Regions from separate parts of the Mus musculus genome. Here region 2 is linked to region 1. The links are chromatin contacts, called in public Hi-C maps. All regions are on one chromosome and are shown on one strand. Each heading gives the region's core, a stretch centred on a gene start, on an enhancer-like site or on the middle of the called end of the contact. The rest is flanking DNA. Distances are from core to core; before and after follow the strand shown. Region 1 holds the start of C2cd4a (C2 calcium-dependent domain containing 4A). Region 2 overlaps Vps13c (vacuolar protein sorting 13C).

Region 1 (5,910 bases), core at 1,762-4,261:
TGGCCACCGTTTATGCTGTCTTGTACATTTTAATGTGGTTTGCCCTTGCTTAGGCCATGTCTTCTACTCACCTGCCCAAGAAAGGGAGGAGTAACCCAGCTTGATAGTGAGTATGAGGGATGAAGGAAAACCATCCTTAGGACACAGGAAAGCTTATTAGAAGCCAGAGGTAGAACACCATCCTGTGTGCTCTCCAGTGTGCTGCAATGGCGGATTAGCTCAGCGGGAGTCAGTGGAAATGGGGTTCTGGATCCTATGGGTCTGAGGTGGCTTAGCATTTTCCTCAGTCTCAGACTGATGGCATTAGCATTTGTCCATATGTCACCGTTTCCACCAGTCTGCTTTCCCTGATGAAAATGGGGAATATGATTTCAAACTCAGAACCATTTTTTTCAGACACTTTTGGAGGATGAATATTTATTTGTTTGTTTGTTTATTTCAGGCAGGGGCTCATTTAGCTTATGCTAGCTTTTACTCCCTGCATAGCAGAGGATGACCTTGAACTCCTGACACATCTGCTTTCTCCTTCCAGTATTGTGATTACAGGTGTGTGTTGATAGGAACTAAGGGTCATACAGTCCTGGGGATGGAACCTAGGACTTTGTATGTGTGAGGCAAGCACTCTACTAACTGAGCTATGCCCCAATTCCCAGACAAGCATTTTAATACTGACGTCCAACATTCAACCCCCGACTTTTCTTTATTTTGTGCCTCAGTATTCTCATCTGCAAGATGGGAATAGTCGTGCCTATTATTAGGGTTGGGGTGAGGTCACCCCGGAGTAAAGCTTGCAGGGATTTTTCCTCTCCTTCCCTCATGAAGGTCCCACAATCTTCACTAGATTCCAATTATGGCCATGAGGCCTGGTGGCAAGCACCTTTACCCATTCATCAATGTTACTAGACACTGGCCTTTCTTATGTAACATCTTAATGCATCGTAAGTAACTGACACTATCAGTCTCAAAGGACGCCATGGAATAAATGAACTTTAAAAACGAGGCTGGTCTGACATCGACAGTAACTATTTTCCAGTTGGAATGTGTGAACAGATTAAATACAATTGCTGCCTACAGTGGGGAACACTGCTCAACACTACCCCATTGCACAACAGAAATTTCAAGGTGTCTGCCCACACAAAAAGAAGCGACGTATATTACTATAATAATTTAGGATTAGCTCTGCCAGAATTGGACTGAAACAAAGCCCTGGCTAGAAAAATGAACACATGTTTATTTTGTACAAATGGCTGTCAGTCATTGTCCAAGAGCCAAGAGGCTGAGAGTGTGCCAGGACCAAAACCTAAGAGTGTCTCAGGGCCAAGAAGCTGCAAGTGTTCCAGGACCAAGAGGAGGCTACAAGTGTCTCTGGGCCAAGAGTCTCTGTGCATCTCATGGCCAAGCGACCTTAGGTGTCCAGGGCTCCAGGGAAGCCGCGCTCATAGCAGTAGCAGAGAGCCCAGCAGCAGCTCGCCCTGGCCCAGCCGCCGTCCCTTGCTCTCCGCCTTGATGCGCACGGCCAGGCGGCGCAGCTGCTCCTCCGGGAGCCGGTCAAAGCAGCAGTCCTGGTCCAGGGCGGCCTTGCGGCTGCGGCGGACCACACTGGCACGCTGCTGGCCCGACGGCCTCAGCACCAGGCTGAGGCGGCAGCCCAGGGCGCGGGGTTCCAGCGCGGCGGCCGGGCCCTCAGCGCGCAGCAGGCGGAGGCGGAGGCAGGCGCTGCGCGGACAGTATTCGGCCGCCAGGCGCAGCGTGCAACCCCCGCGGCCCAGAGCCACGCTGGCTTCAGCTTGCAGGCGCTCGGGATCCGGGCTGCTGGGGACCGGGGGCGCGCAGGAGGCGGCGCGCTCGTGCTCGTCGCCGCGGCACGGGGGGCGCGCGCTGGCCAGACGTCGAGGGGCTCGAAGTGCGCGGCTCAGCAGCTTGCCCGGGGAGCGTAGGAGGCGGCGTCTGCTGGGAGCAGGAGTGGGCGTCGGGACCCGGGCAGCGTCTGGGTCGCCCGGGGCAGGGCGCGGAGCGTCCGGGACTCGGCGGGGGCTCGCGTAGGTGTGCGTGCGGTGGCGAAGCCCAGGCCGGCGGACCGGGACACCTGGGTGGCCGAGGAAGAGCGACTCCTTTCGGCGCGTGTGCGGGCTCTCGAGCAGCGCGCAGAAGCCGTAAGCGGTGCGCGCGCGGGGTAGGTGCGGCAGCGAGAGCGCAGCCTGGGAGCGCGGGTCCCAGTCTGTGCGGCCCGCGCCGTCGTCGGCCTCCGTGTCTGCAGCCCAGGCTTCGCGCAGCGCAGCCCAGGCCGTGCTAGGTTCCAGCCTCGGCGGGATGAAGAACTCTGGGATGCGGTCTGGAGTGAGCACGTTTGCGCACGCAGCGGATGAGCGAGCTTTGGAGCGGTGGACGCGCCCCGGGAGAAACCCATCTCGGTCCCGCAAGAGCCGCTCCAGACACCACATCTGGCCGCTAGTGTCTGAACCCTGTGATCCTGTTCCAGGCTGCCTGCAACACATAAACACATACCAGTCAGAGACAGTCTGGAGGAAAGCAGGAATTTCTGTCTCTTTTCTTTGACATCGTCCTGTCCTGAGCCTTACAAGACAAAATGCATCCCTCACCACAATTACAAACTGTTTTTACAGATTGAAAAACAATCGTATATCGCCCACCCTGTCTCTAGTCAGATGCCAGGTAGATTTGCAGTTTGCTTCAGTCTTTTCCGTCCTACCTCTTTACCTTTGTCTTCTAACTTGCGCCTCTGTCCCTAGTTCCAAGAGGCGCTTTGCTTTGATCATTTGTGCACTCATTTCCTGAAACCTTAAGTGTCTAGTACACTCTAGTTCTGCGCGAGAACACACACACACACCCCAGAAATGGTTTCTCCTTCTAGAGAGCTTCGGGCCACCTGGGTCTAACACCCAGGAGGGAACTGGATTCCCATTCATATACCTGGTATTCAGAGTCAGATGGTTTTCCAACCCGGAGAAACGCGGAGAAATTCAAAAGAGCGCGGCAGAGTTGATTCCTGATGTTCCAGGATAGCTGGTCCGGGCTTTTATACGAGCTGTCACGCTGCTGCTTGGTAACCTGACGCCTGGCCCTCCCAGGTCCCTCTGCCACGTGGATGGATTTGCTGAGCTGATCCTGCAGCTAGTTCTGCTGTGGTTGGAGCTGTTCTCTAAAACCCTGAACGAGTTTGTTTCCTCACATGGAAAACAAGATTTAGTGTGGACCATGTCGCAGTCCTTGTGAGGACGGATGGGCAAAATGAACGTGAGTGCACAGAAGCACTCTGCACGCACCATTGGAAAGAAGCCAGAAATCGGGTTTGTCTTACCCAAATGGCCGTTCCCATCTCCCACCTTCTTGCTGCCAGCATTGCCTTTTTTTTTTTTTTTTTTTTTTAACTTTCTGCTTTCTGTTCTGATTTTAGAGGTCATTTCTCTGTTGATTTTAAATCACTCTTGGGTGGTGGTGGGGGTTATGGGGTTCCGGAAACGTTACATATTTGTCTTGGGTGGGGTTACAGGGGTGTATTCCTATGTAAAGAAATCATCCAGTGTACACTTAAGATATATATTTTAAAATAAAAAAAACCACAGCCTTCTTAAGCAGGATGCTAATTTTTAACTAGGGATTCAATTATACTCCACACATCCAGCCACTGGTATCGTCCCTTTGGAAACACACACTAGCCATATCTGACCTTTGCACACTGTGTCTATCTGAGACCTCCATCCTTTCTCTTGAAAACTGGTGTTTATCCTTTAAGAGAGTTGCTTGCAGCTCGAGTGGAAAGAGATTCCGAAACATCTGGATCAGAGTATGGACATAGGGTATTTCTGAGTAGCTGCCTTGCAAATTAATGGCCTCTTCAAGCAGTGTTGAATGAGTTAGTCAACTTTAGGCAAGTGGGGGGGGGAGGTTCTGTTTGGGGCATGTCCTGTGTGTGTTTTGCATACAGAACATACAGGTAATGTGCTATAAAGTTGTCACAGAAACCTTAGGAAATTTGGATTATCCATGTTTTATAAACAAACACCTCCCCCCAGCACTTCAGATGTTAAATAACTTACCCATTGTCACTAAGGAAGGAAATGAAAGGAATGCCCATTAATGAGTAGTAAATGCATTATTAGGGGAGTAATATATATTGTTACGCAACGTGAATGGAACATAGCAAATGTTAAAGACACAAGCAGTGAGTTCTGCTGTTCTAGTGTTCTGTGGCATCAGTTTGGTTACTTTCAATGAGAGTGGGAACAGTGGCAGAAATTAAGAACACTGGCTTTGAATTCACGGCAGACAGGTATCTTACTATGAGCAGCTTATTATGAGCAGGTTACTGAGTGTTTCTGAGCCTTGGTATCCAACGTAAAGACCACAATAATACACAGTGTGGGTTTGCCCTTGGATAACATATGCAATGCAAATGAACACTTTAGCATAGGACCAGATGTGCATAATGTTAGCTGTTCTGTCCGCTGTCAGTACTTTAAACACTCCTTAGATCATTCATGTGTTTAAAGCAGAATTTATATACTGCTTCCTGGGTTCTGTCATGATAGATCCATGAATCCAGGCTGTCCCAGACCCAGTCAGCTTATGTTCAACTCTTAGAAGAAAAAGGAAATGGTAAAGTTGAAATATTTGAATTTCATCTAGCCAGGGAGGTAGTAAAGAAGAAAAAATGTAAAACTATTTTATTTTTAATATGTGTATGCACATGAGGGCACATGTGCGCGCGCGCGCACACACACACACACACACACTCATGCACGTGCCTGCACCCAGAGGCCAGAAGAGGGCGACGAATTCCCAGGAGCTGAAGTCCCGGTTGTGAGCTGTCTCCCAGGGGTGCTGGGAACCTAACTTTGGCCCTTCACAAGAGCATCAAGTGCCTTTAGCCACGGAACCATCTCTCCAACTTCAAGGGACTTTGGACTCTTTTAACATTTAGTCTGATAGGATAGGCGAGGGTCCCTGGGTCTGTGACTAGCTTCTCCTTCATCTTATAACGTCTCTATTCCTGGCTCAAATTCTTGGACCAAGGTTCAGTCTGTAAGAGAGTAATTGTTAAGCTTTACCTAAAGGCCATGTACAGATGTTCAAACTCAAGGTTTTTCTCCTGAGGAAAAGTGCTGCCGATTGCATGTGATCCTGGATGTTGGTTACATCGACAAGGACCACGAGAACTCAGTCTGAGAAGTTGTGACTCAAGGTTACTCTCCTGCTGAGTGCAGCTTGTAGATAGAAGTGATCATATCTATCACATAGATTGCTGTCAGAGTAAAGACATTCTTGTGGATTCTCTGGGCAGACAGCAAGTGCTGGCTAACAGCCGTTGTTATTGTTACCATGCATGCTTGTTTAGCCAGGAATTAGCTGATTCACACTGCAAGCCTTGAAAAACAAACCCTCTGCTCAGCCAAGCAGAGTGGGCTTGTTTTATTTTTATTAACAGTCCACCTTCTTTAGTAACACCTTATAGACATTTCCTGTATAAGGTTTCTTGAAAACAACAGAGAAGCAGCCTCGTAGGCCAATTCTCTGTGACCACAGAAGTCTCATGTTTTACTTGACACGGAAGCATGAGCCATCCGGTACTTGGGAGGTTGCTGTCGTCTGGTCCAGCCAGGTGTCCAGAACACACAAATCTACTCAAAAGAAGGCAGTGATCTTTCTGGGCTCACACCTGTAGCCGTGGGGCCATCTAGAGATGGATCTGTGAAAACAACACCCATCGTGGCTGGATGTATCCTCAGAGTAAATAGAAAAGGAACATTTAAGAACAGATTTAGTGAGGAAGGAATGGGAGGGGTTGAAGGTGAAGAGGAGATGGGTTCTAGTGTTCTGTGGCACAGTCTGGCGAAGACAGTTAACAGTGTTGCATTATATATAACTGAAAATAGCTAGGAAAGATTTTGA
Region 2 (5,746 bases), core at 590-3,089, 120 kb after region 1:
GGGGTTAGCATCAAGATGAGCAGTTTTAATCTCTCACGAGTAGTCACTCTGACTCCCTTCTGTACTGTTGCAAATAAGTCCTCGTTAGACCTAGAAGTTGGAGAGATTGCTTCAGATGGTTCCATACCCACCAACAAATGGCACTATGTTGCTTCGTCAGAGGTAAATTTCCCTAAGATATGGCTGATTCCCAAAATGTACAGATAAGCATAGACACGCATATGTGTTAACTGTGACAGCAACTACAAAAGATCTTTATTTCACCCTATTAGAAAATAATTGGTAATATTTTCTATTAGCTCAGTCTAGATGGCTAGCAGTCATTTTCTAGTTATCCCCATATGACTAAAATTGATCCATGAACTTGGCAAGGCAAATGCAGTGAAGAGTGAGATTTTTAAGTACACAGGAGATGGAGGCATTCTTAATCAGTAAGCTCTTGAGTTTTTTATAATGTAATTGCTATAAGTACATATAGATTAATAGATTTTTATTCTGATGAATGCACTGTGGTCTCATGATTATATCAGTAGGGTTTTCTTTTTGTTTTGCTTTTTTGTTTTTGTTTTTTTAAATGGGTTCTTGCTGTGTAACCTGGGCTGGCCTTGAACTTAGGAAGCTCCCGCTTCAGCTTCTGCGTGTGCCACCACACCCAGCTCGTCAGTGTTGTCAGGGTTTTTACTATGAGGTATAGAGGACATTTGAACAATTTTACTGATATTTTATTAAATAAGATCTAGACTTGAAAATTTAATTACCCAATGTGTTTAATGAACCGCTGTCTTATGTCCTGGTATTATACTTTTTTCAGTGTATTCCATTTTGGCCTGAAAATTTGTCTGGCAAACTTTGTGTGAGAGTGGTGGGCTACGAAGGCTCTTCCAAGCCATTCTTTTACAACCGACAAGACAACGGCACTTTATTGAGCTTAGAGGATCTGGTAAGTCTTCAGATTGCAAAATATCATGTCTTTGACTTTTGAAAGTTGACTGAACTTTTCCTGTGAGTCATGCTATAGAGATCTGGAGATGCCTTGTAGGGCTTCTGGGGGCATTTTAATGACAACACACGTTTGTGGGAGCCAGAGCCAGTGAGAACTTTAGAGATAAGGGACGTGTTTGTAAAGCTGATTGAACGTGGGATGGGTCCATGCAGTTGAGATACTTAGCCAGTAGGCTGAGCACACTTCTTCTTCTCTGAAACAGAATGGAGGCATCCTGGTGGACATAAACACTGCTGAACACTCAACTGTCATAACCTTCAGTGACTATCATGAGGGGTCTGCGCCTGCTCTGATAATGAACCACACACAGTGGGATGTCCTCACGTATAAACAGAGGTATGAGACAAGGCGGGGTTAGATCTCCACTTTGCTTTCAATAATCCATGGTCCTTTCTGGGAAATGTTACAGTTTCACACCCCAGATGGCTTCAGACTTGACAACGGTGGTAAGAGGCATGTGCTGTTTATTCCTAATGCACTGGCAAGTTTTGACATAGTATTCACCAAACACATTTATATTTCTACAGCAAAACTTACGTGTCTGATATGAACTGGGACAAAGAGATGCTTTTAAATATCCCAATCAACTCAAATGGGTCTTTTTGCCAAATGGCTTGAGAGCAAACCTGAGAAAAATCTTTGGGCTTTGGGTCTTTATAAATTTCAGAATGCAGACAAAGGTCTGTGAAATTATGTATTAAACATTATCCTTCTCTTAGTCACTTGGTAATGGCAGTGACCCCGTTCCTGTAAATGCGTGTCTGGAACTGTGCTGCACTGACATAGTCTGTCTGCCCAGGTGCCAGAACTGCTAGCTACAGGGCGTATTAGTGTACTTGTTTTGGGGCTGAGTTGTATGTTATTGACTAAGCAAGTTTATAAGGCCTTTGTGGTGTCTCAAGGCCAGGACATGCTGATCTTCTGTCAACTGTTTCAGTGGGTCACAGGAGGAACTAGTATTGCTGCCAGGAGAAACTCGACTCTTTGCCTGGGCAGATCCCACTGGCATCAGGAAACTCACTTGGAACTATGCAGCTAACTTTGGGGAGCATGATCTCTTAAAGGTACCCTTTGATATGGAAATGCTGTTTTCATGGAAACAAAGTGAATTGAAATGTTCTAAGACTGTTCCTTTTGTGTTTTATACTGCAAACCATTTGTATGAGTCGTTTCTCTGGTTGCTAAGATAAAGTGCGATGCAAGGCATCTTTAAGGAGGAAGGTGTTTGGGCCTCTGATATTCATGGAGCTACAGTCTGTCAAGGCAGGGAAGTTGACGAAGCTGGCCACATTGTGTCTGGAGTGATGGAGCAGAGGTGAAAGCCAGTGCTCAGCTTGCTTTTTCCTTTTGATTCAGGCTAGGACTCCAGCTCCAGCAAGCGTGCTGTCCACATTTAGGCTTATTTCTCTATTTCTGTTCATTTATTTAGAAAATCCCTCATAAGCATGTCCAGAGATTTGTCTCCAAGGTGATTCTAGATCCTATCAAATTGGCAATCAGTATAAACTATTACAGGCGAATCCCTGGTCAACCACACAGCCAGCCATTTACTTTTATACCAGCCTTCCATCTCTTGGCCCTGTGTTGTGACCATTTAATAAGGCAAAATGCATTCAGTCAACCTTCACAAGACCCTCTAGTTGTTAAGAGTCCCAACACTGTTTAGAACTGTGAGTCTTGGACAATCATGAAAAAGTTACATATTTCTAACATACTGTGGCATAGAGTAAACATTTCTAGTCCAAAAACGGGGGGTGGGGGCAAAGCATGGAATGATCATATGCAAACGAGAGAATCCAGCAGGGAGAACATGAAATCCTGCAGCTCCATGCTCAGCATCTAGGGCTTGTGGAGGAATCACCTGAGGTACAGAGGGCTGGGTCACCCTGCTCTGCCAGCTCTGCTGCCTGCAGCAGACACAGCCCCTCTCTCTGAAGCACCCTCACCTCCATACCTGAAGCTTTTCTCACAGATGCCCCCTGGGTCCAGCATCTCAAAAATCCTGGGATTTCCACTGCCACTTATTTACCCCTGTCACACACATAGGCACACACATAGGCACACACATAGGTACACACACACACACACACACACACACACACACACACCTCTTCTTATGCTGACTTCTTTTCTCAGCAGGAACTGCTCTCCAGTTGGAGAGACAGGCAATCATCTTACCACACTGGTGCTAGTAAAGCAAGCTTGAGATCCTGCACAGAGCCCTGCCACACTAGCCAGGGACGCAAGCCAAGGCACTGCTCTGTCGATGATAGGGAAAACAATGATATGTGTGTGTGTGTGTGTGTGTGTGTGTGTGTGTACATGTGTGTTGGCACATATAAGAGTCTGTGAGTGCATGTACTTATGGATGTAGCACCCTCAAATTGATTTCTGGTGTCTTTCTCAGTCATTTCCTACTTTATCAAGACAGGGTCTCTAATGGGGCTAGTCTAAGGAGCCAGTTTGCCCCAAATTCCTCTGCCTCAGCCTCCAAAGTGCTGGGATTGCAGGCAGCCACTCTCCTTCCTAGCTTCTAAATGGGTACTAGAGCTCTAAAATGTAGGTCCTGCTTACAGACCTGCCTTATCCGTGGAGCCATATTCCTAGACCTGGTTAGCGTTCTTGTTATTTTTATGTAAGTGCTGGCTTTATGTCAGTTTGATGACTGGAGTTCTCTGTCTTACAGTCAATCTTTCGAAGCTTTTCTTTTATATCCAGCTTTAAGTATGAAAATTCTGTCCATGTTTAACTCAGTGTCTTTCTTTCTCCAGGATGAGTGTGGTCAGTTTCCGTACGATGCGAACATCCAGATACACTGGGTGTCCTTCCTTGATGGGCGCCAGAGGGTTCTGCTTTTCACAGATGATGTTGCTTTGGTTTCCAAAGCACTCCAAGCTGAAGAAATGGAACAGGCCGATCACGAAGTAGCCTTGTCGCTCCACAGCCTCGGGCTCTCTCTGGTTAACAATGAAAACAAGCAGGAAGTCTCATATGTCGGAATCACCAGGTATATACAAAGAGAGATAAGATGCAGAAGTCTTTAAAAAGCCCCAAGTTCACAATATACATTTAGTGAGACTATATACAGATAGATGCATGTCCTCAATTTGACATATGTACTAAGTAAATGTTTGGACTGCCAGGTGATAGATAGGTCCAGAGTCTCAGAGGACTCAGGGGCCTTCTGTGCTTTCACAGTATTCATGTCAGTTGGCAGGAAAGACAGTCCATCCGTCAGCCCTTCCCTCCCTTCCTCCCTCCCTTCCTCCCTCCCTCCTTCCCTCCCTCCTTTCTTCCTGTCCTCCTTCCTTTCCTCCTCTTTCCTTTTTTGTTTTAAAAAACGAGTTATAAAAACATTGAGAAAAACTGAAAATAGTATCTGCATCTGCAGTAGAAATAATTCATTTATGCAGTGGAATTTGGGGAAACTAGTATGCCTTGAGAGAAGCCACTAGAAATAAATTAGAAAAAAATGTTTATAAGGGAAGCAAGACACACACACACACACACACACACACACACACACACACTGTAATATGTATTTGTGGGTTCAGGAACACACTGATGGGTCATTGAAGGTTAATGTTTACAGACGATAGCATGTTGCGGAGCACACTTCTAGGAGAGTTCATATTCCAATATCACACACAACATTGCAGGAACAACACTGAGTGGAGTCAGGCCCTTGTGGCAGCATCTGGGTTCCTTGTTACAGATCTCTGAGGAAAGGGGCAGGTTCCCCAAGTGAACAGCTGCTAAGTTCTCTGATACCCCAGCAGGCAGCCTGGAGAGTGTGGGAAAGGAAATGTGTGGGCACCGGTAACTACAGGTACTGTGAAATGTCAGAGCCCTGTAAACTCACTCCCTAAGTGAGACATCTAACTGAGAGCTTGTTAGCTAGAAATTCGCTGTGCCTACCAGCGTGTGAGAAGGGAGAGTCCAGCCAATCCCTCCATACTTGAGCATCAGTTTCCTCTGGATTTTAAGTTTCGTGGTTAGTTATTATATTACTTATTATTAGTTAGTTATTATGTCATTTATTATTAGCCATTATGGCTATTTAGAACTTTCACACCCATTAATTCCTCTGGTTCAGTTTCTACTGAGAAAACACTTGTATGGTTCTCTTGTCTGCTAATCACAGTGAGTTTGGTAAAAGACTTATTTAGAGGACAGTTTTCCCCCAACAGAACAACAATCTCTTTAGATGCCCTAAACATGAGGGTGCTTTCCCAGGTTTCATGGTTTTTATCAGGAAGAGCTGCTGGATTTATGCAACACATAGGAAACATCATTAGCTAGTCTCAGTAAGCTAGGTAAATTAAAATATTATAGATTCATATTTATTTCATAAACGGTTTTCTTTAATACACCTCAGTAAAGTATGAATGATAAGTCACAGTGAAACCACTGCCTGTTTATGTATAGCTTTTGATTTCAAACCAAAGTGTTTAATATTGAAAAGATGGGGAACACCCAAATAATATTTTATGAGAAGTGAAGTTATATGAGGTTCACAGTGCACAGCCCAGGAGTGGTTGGGGCCACTATTTATTGTTGCACATGTATGAGGTTCACAGTGCACAGCCCAGGAGTGGTTTATTTATTGTCACGCATGTGTAGCTGCTTTCTCGCTGCTGCTCTGTGCACTCAAATCACAATGAATATTGTCTTGCTATATTGCTTATTTATTTATTCTTACTCTGGATACCCATCGTGTGAAAACAGGAAGAATGGGCTTTG

Evidence for each region. Hi-C and Micro-C count contacts between places; a contact is called where the count stands out from the background.
Region 2: a contact with region 1 is called in a Hi-C map of embryonic stem cells, with 2.6 times the contacts expected there. The contact joins the enhancer-like site here to the promoter of C2cd4a in region 1. A contact is called at or near these places in 16 of 39 promoter capture datasets (3T3-L1-derived adipocytes, the C10 cell line, the HPC-7 cell line and 13 more), 1 of 15 datasets of contacts at CTCF or cohesin (large pre-B cells), 59 of 484 Hi-C or Micro-C datasets (the 63-12 cell line, the C2C12 cell line, CD4 T cells and 31 more), 19 of 115 datasets of contacts at active chromatin or transcription factors (T-cell acute lymphoblastic leukemia, bone marrow-derived dendritic cells, embryonic basal ganglia and 9 more) and 5 of 9 other capture datasets (adipose tissue, embryonic stem cells, liver and 2 more).

Annotation. Positions count from the first base shown.
Region 1 is chr9:67,829,319-67,835,228 of GRCm38.p6, forward strand. It overlaps C2cd4a (C2 calcium-dependent domain containing 4A), which reads right to left and starts at 3,012. Exons shown (of 2, transcript NM_001163143.1): 1 at 2,932-3,012; 2 at 1,214-2,484. The coding sequence starts at 2,441. The coding sequence ends at 1,437.
Region 2 is chr9:67,953,727-67,959,472 of GRCm38.p6, forward strand. It overlaps Vps13c (vacuolar protein sorting 13C), which reads left to right. Exons shown (of 85, transcript NM_177184.4): 63 at 1-162; 64 at 812-940; 65 at 1,206-1,339; 66 at 1,941-2,067; 67 at 3,775-4,010. Among named protein-coding and RNA genes, the nearest start is that of Gm20745, 69 kb to the right of the region's middle. Within about 2 kb of position 1,840, at least 9 of the 459 cell types and tissues checked have an H3K27ac peak or open chromatin away from gene starts, as enhancers often do. A contact at or near this core is called in embryonic stem cells and granulosa cells, where this site is marked.